Linked DNA regions of Mus musculus: region 2 is linked to region 1. A link is a contact called in public promoter capture Hi-C data. All regions are on one chromosome and are shown on one strand. Each heading gives the region's core, a stretch centred on a gene start, on an enhancer-like site or on the middle of the called end of the contact. The rest is flanking DNA. Distances are from core to core; before and after follow the strand shown.

Region 1 (2,886 bases), core at 161-2,660:
TTGAAAAATCCTCCAAAACGGTTGGGTAAGTATGGCTGGAAGGTTTTAAATCCTGCAGGTGACATAAAAAACCCTGACTATTCCAGTCCATGAGCTGGCCATGTCTCTCCATTTGTTTGGCGAGTCTTTAACTCTCTGTAATATCTCCTGGGTTTCAGTGTAGTTTTTATTTTCAATAGAGGGAATGTCATTTGCTATATTTACTTCTAAGTATGGCATGGTTTCTGACAATACAATAAATGAAATTGTTTTTCTTATTTCACGTTCCAATTTTTTTTCACCATTAGAATGTAAAATTTGATTTTGGTATATTGTTATTGGTATATTGTTATTGTAGTTACAAGTTCTCTCTCTTTCTTTTTGCTTATGAGTTTTCAAAGCTGGTTTTAGAGCCGCCTTAAGATTTTCTATATAAACGATCATTTCATCTCTGTAGAAAGACCGTTTCACTCCTAATTCGTCTGCCATTTATTTCTCTCTTTTCTTGCATCACTGGCTGAGATCTCAATGCAATGTTAAACAGAACGGGGGAAAACAGATAGCCTTGCCTTATTTCAAGTTTTAGCAGGAAGTTTTTTATTATTTTATTTTATTGTTTTTTTAATAACTTAAAACAAAACAAAACACCCCCCCACCCCGAAACCCAGCAGTCACTTTATTCTTAAGTTTGTATTTTACAAAACTTCAAGGAAGAAGTCCCTGAGGGAGAGGTGTGGAGATGGTAAGGGGGAAGGGATGAGGAACAAACCCGCTCATCTTGGGGGGCATCAGGCGGATGCTAGGTCCAGGCAAGCGCAGTAGGGCCTTGCATACTGGCTACATAAAGCTTAGCTGGGTGGCCTGAGAGTGTTTCAGCCCCGAGACTGTTGTCATTTGATAGTGAGCCTCTGGCCAAGGCTTCAAAGGACGTGGACTTCTGCCAGGCCATGGGGATGGCCAGCAGCAGGTATGGCTACCCGTCTAGGAGCTTCAGGATGCTTTTCCGCTCTTTCATGGTCTTCCAGGTCTGGTCCTTTTCTTTCTTTGCCGGGGTGCGCTTCTTCTGCCGGGCAGCCAGGATCTTTCGGAAGGCATCCACGACCTCATTGTCTGCCACGTGGACCCGCTCCGCTGCCTTAGCTCCTGCCAGCTCACCGCCTCCTTTGCCAACCTCAGCAGGTCGTGCTTCTTGGTGCGGCTGTGTGCACCGAGTGCCTTCAGCTCAGCCTGCCGTTTGCTCAGCTCAGCAAGGACCTCGTCCTCCGCAGGCCGGTCCTCGGACTCCAGGAGGCCCTGGGCAATCAGCTCCTCCTTGATGCGGCTCTCCAGGGACTTAGTATGTGGCAAACTGAAAGGCTTGTTCTGATTGCAGGGGGAGGTGCTTGCTCCATCTGCCCCTGATTCTTTCCCAGCTATGTCAGGAATAGAAGAGTCCTCCATAGGGGAAATAATATTTTCCTCCACTAGGGCCTGCAGCAGGCGCTGTGTCAGGGCACCAAAGGGACATCCGTCTTTTGGCTGTTCATGCTGGGCTCAGACTTCTTCAGCAGGGCATCCACATCTTTTGTGTCCAGTTCCGCCAGTGGTCCTATGAGGCCTTTCTCCTTGTCAGCCACATTTGCTGCCCGAGCCCCATTCTCTGCTGCTCTAGCAGATACTCCTGGGCCCAGCGCTGGGAGTCGTGTTTGCCTAGTGGGGGAATTTTGTAATGTTCACCTTCATCTTCTGGGGGCTTCAGGAGTTCCTCTAGTGTTCGTACCTCCTCACTGGTGATGCTGGCACAATAGAGGCCCAGAACCCGTTGGGAGCATCATTCATGAGGATCTGAGGCAGGTCGATTGGGTCATCAGTGAATTCATATTCCTGGATCTTGGGTTGAACTTTTTTTTTTTTTTTTTTGGATTTGGGTCGTCCTGGGCCTGTCTTCCCTCCCAGTTTCTGCTTCTTGGGCTTCCCATGTTTGGTGGGGTGGAGTACCAAGTTTGTGGTCTCGATCTAGATTCAGGAATCGTCGGTCCCCTTTCTTATCCTGCCAGTCAGTAAGGATCTGGGTTGCAGCTTCCGGTAGACGCAGTCGCCTGCTTGCAGAGGACAGCAGGGTCTCAAACTCCAGCTGCAGGGTGTCCAGCTCCTCAATGCCAATGCCAGCGTCCTTGGAGCGGGCCAGCCTTGCCCTGTGGCGGGGACAGACCGTCAGGTGGTCCACAGACTTAAAGTCATGAAACTGCAGTGGGCACTCCTTCAGCTCCCTCATGGCCCAGGAGGTGGGACCCTCCCTGGAATGTTTCTGGGGATTAAGAGGTGATGTTCATCAAGTGCCCAGTTCAGTTCCTGGCGCAGAAGTGGGCAAGTTTTTATTTAGTTTAATTTATTATTATTATTTTTACAAACTTTTATTGATTCTTTGTGAGTTTCACATCATGCTCCCAGTCCCACTCATCTCCCCGTGCCCTCATATCTGCCCTACCAACCTCCCCTATTAAAAAAAAAAATAACACACAAATAAAACTGAAACAAAATAAACAAAACTAAGCGTAGAAAACAGCTCATCGTGGAAGCGTGCCACAGTGTGTCCTACAGAATGTCCCTCTGTCCACACATCTTCACTTACAGATGTTCATTGCACTGAGTCATTGGTCTGGTTCGAGATCTCCGGCTTCTTCAACACCATCAATATTGGCTCCTTACTGGGCCTCTTCTTGGTTATCCTGTTGTTTCCTAACTCTACTGTGCTGCCCAGTCTCCCAGGACCCACTTTCCCATAGAGATCCTGCAGCTTTGGGTCAGCAGGACTGGCCCTTTCGCATGCTCCAACAGTTCACAGATAATGTAGGTTTTGGGGTGAGCAAACTCAAAGCCCTGGGTCTGGGCCTGGGTGGTAGCTGAGCTGGTCAGCCCAATGTCTCT
Region 2 (3,179 bases), core at 75-2,574, 500 kb before region 1:
GCATGATCCTGTTAAACAGGTTTTGATTTTCAGTGGTATTTGTCTTATCAGAACAAATGTCTTTGTATTATAAATCAATAAACCTTTTAATTTGACTATAAAATATTTTAGGAAAAATAAAAGGCTAAGAATAAGAAGAGTCACAATTTACTTTTTTCTTTTTTTTTTTTTTTTTTTTTTTTTTTTGTTGTTGTTGTTTTTCGAGACAAGGTTCTCTGTGTAGCCCTGGCTGTCCTGGAACTCACTCTGTAGACCAGATTTAGAGATCTGCCTGCCCCTGCCTCCCAAGTGCTGGGATTAAAGGTGTGTGCCACCATGCCCGGCTTTGATGTTTTTCTGAGGTATGGACAAGGTCTTTCGGTTTAGCCAGGCTGATTCCAGGCTTGTGATCCTCCTCAGCCTCCTGAGTGCTGGGATTGAGGGTATAGTGTTTTAGATCATGCTGTGCACTGGCATTTACCATAGTGTCTCTTACGATAATTCAAACGTACTCTCATGTCATTAAAAGTTCTTTGTGCTTATACTTTTAGGACAGGGTCTTACTAGGTAGCCCAGGCTGGCCTGCACCTTTCTGTAGTATGTAGCCCAGATTGGACTTAACTTACTGCAGTCCTTCTGCCACTCTTCTAGAATTACAATCAGGCACTACCATGTTTGGATGTGTGTGCGCGTGGGCTTGCGTGCGAGTGTGTGTGTGTGTGTGTGTGTGTGTTTGTAGACAAGACAACTTGGACTGCTATTCCATGGGTGCTATCCATCTGTTTTTTGTTTGTTTTTTAAAGACAAACTGTCTCACTAGCCTGGAGCTTGCCAAGTAGGCTAGGTTGGCCAACCAGTGAGTCCCTGGATCCTATCTTTCCCCCAACCAGCTCTGTGATTATAAGCACACACAACTACACTTGGCTTTTTAATTTTAATTTTGGGGTTCAAACTCAGATTCTTGTGTTATATATATTTTGAAAGGACTTCTATCAAAATGCTAAGGTTGATAGTCTTGATACAGATGGTTCTCATTTACATTTTTAAGAAAATGTTCTTAGCTGGGAACCCATATTCCTTTTGTACACTTTTAGAGTAAAGCTGTAACAGAGTAACAGCAGTTCAGATTTGCTAGTTGTAAGAATAGGAACATCTTTCTCAAAGTTGTAAAATACTCAGAAACGCCATTCTTTGCTAGTTGAATTGACTCTTAACGATAGGCTCCTAAACTTAGTTCCTATGTCTGTGGTTTCGTAGGTGAAAGAACATCGGTGTCATTAGCATTCTCTCTGAACATAGAAGGCTTGATCTGCCCCAGATAAACAGACTGAAGCTCTATTTATAGCTCACTGCTGGTTGCACTGCTGGTTGCTCTGGCTTATGATCTTGCAATCAAAGGTTTTTAGGGATCTTTCCAGTTTGGTTTTGGAGGAAATTTCACATTAAAAGCTTAATTTTTCTATTTGTTTTCTTATTTATTGACTGATTAGTTTTTGAGATAGGATTTCCCTGTGTAACTGTTTCCCCTACCCAGCTTTGATTACAAGCATTTACCATAGTGTCTCTTATAATAATCCAAACATGTGGTTTCTCTGTTTTCCTGGAACTTGCCTTGTAGATCAGGGTGGCCTTGAATTCACAGATCCACCTGCCTCTGCCTCTGCCTCCTGAGTGCTGGGATTAAAGATGTGTGCCACCATGCCCAGATCAAAGCTAAATTTTGAGAAGTGTAAACTAGAAAGAAAAGGTGTCATTCAAAGTTGTATTGGGGTTAGTGAGGGTGGAAAGTTGTCCTCGTGATGTAGCTTTTCATCATAGTAAACTTTGTTCTTGTCCTCAGGTCCATCATATCTCTGTCTGTTGGAGAAGGCCCAAGTGTCAGAGCATCAGCCAGAACAGCAGCCGATGATACCAAACCGAAAACCATGTGTGCATCTAAAGACAGTTGGCATGGGTAAGAGTGCCCCCCTTCCCTTTAATTATGATTATTTATTTGGGGTGTGGTACCTTCCAGGGAGTGTGTATGGAAATCAAAGGACAACTTTTGAGACTTAGTTCTCCACCGCATATGTTTCAGGGATCAAACTCTGGTTGTCAGGCTTAGCATAAGGACTTTTTTTTTTTGGTATATGCATGTGCCTGTGCAGTGTTGGAATCCCTGGAACTGGATTTACAAGGAAGATGTGAGCCATTTGGGTTCTCTGTAAGAAAAGCAAATGCTCTTAACCACAGAGCCAGCTCAGGCCCCACTCCTTAAAGACTTTCGTCTTGTTTGTCTCATTTATTTTCTGATGTGAAGAGATGCCATGGTCAAGGCAGCTGATAGAAGAACGAGTTTTGGGCCTCACAGTTTCAGAGGTTGGAGTCCTTACCCATCGTGGCAGGGAGCGTAGTAAGTAGGCCGGCAGGTGGACATAGTTCTGGAGTGGTAGCTGAGAGCTCACTTCTGGATACACAGCTGTGAGGAAGAGAGACAGTGGCAGTGGTGTGGACTTTTGAAACCTTAGAGCCCTCCTCCAGTGACACACCTCTGACAAGATCATACCTTGTAATCATTTCAGACAGTTCCACCAACAGGGGGCCAAGTATTCAAACATAGGAGCCTATGGGGGCCATTCTTAAACTACCACATTGAGTAATTTAGGATTGGGTTTTCTTTCCCAAGTTTCCTGAAGAGAGTATGCTGTGATCCAACCTTATAAGACCCAGTGATTCTTCTCAGACACTCCACTCTGGCCAGTTTGGCCATTAACTTACCAAGTAGCTCAGTCTGACCTCAGGTAGCGTCCCAGTTTCTGGAGTGTTAAGCCTGAGCTCCCTCCCGTGCCTGACTTCATAGGTTTTAAAAATGAGTTTACTGAGACATTTTCTGTCTTCATGTTTCTGCTGGTGCATGGCAGAGAAGCACACTTAGCAGCTGAGCGACATCCCCAGCCTTATTATACAGTCCAGTAGCTTTTGTCCTAAGGTCTGTGATGCTTGAAGTTAGTGTTAGAGTGTCAGTTTCTGCCAGCATGTGAACAGTGTATTTCTTTCCTGGCCTTTTAATCACTTTGGTTTTAAATTACTGGTGGGTCACATAAATAGCATGTGACTTGATTCTGCTTTATTCAGTCTACTAAGGGCTTTTCTTTCTTTTTCTTTTTTTTAATTTGCTGAGTTTAGTGCATTTGTTTTGATAACTGGTGTATTTGCACTTT

Evidence for each region. Capture Hi-C pulls out chosen DNA fragments and counts their contacts.
Region 2: a contact with region 1 is called in a promoter capture Hi-C map of pancreatic islet. The contact joins two enhancer-like sites. A contact is called at or near these places in 8 of 39 promoter capture datasets (the C10 cell line, the HPC-7 cell line, cranial neural crest and 3 more), 12 of 484 Hi-C or Micro-C datasets (the AML12 cell line, CD4 T cells, Th1 cells and 7 more), 5 of 115 datasets of contacts at active chromatin or transcription factors (the SCID.adh cell line, embryonic basal ganglia, embryonic forebrain and 2 more) and 1 of 9 other capture datasets (pancreatic islet).

The regions. Positions count from the first base shown.
Region 1 is chr2:162,906,680-162,909,565 of GRCm38.p6, reverse strand. It overlaps the pseudogene Gm11452. Among named protein-coding and RNA genes, the nearest start is that of Srsf6, 23 kb to the left of the region's middle. Within about 2 kb of position 1,410, at least 10 of the 459 cell types and tissues checked have an H3K27ac peak or open chromatin away from gene starts, as enhancers often do. A contact at or near this core is called in pancreatic islet, where this site is marked.
Region 2 is chr2:163,410,151-163,413,329 of GRCm38.p6, reverse strand. Oser1 (oxidative stress responsive serine rich 1) reads left to right here. Exons shown (of 4, transcript NM_025699.2): 3 at 1,820-1,933. Among named protein-coding and RNA genes, the nearest start is that of Oser1, 7.7 kb to the left of the region's middle. Within about 2 kb of position 1,324, at least 66 of the 459 cell types and tissues checked have an H3K27ac peak or open chromatin away from gene starts, as enhancers often do. A contact at or near this core is called in pancreatic islet, where this site is marked.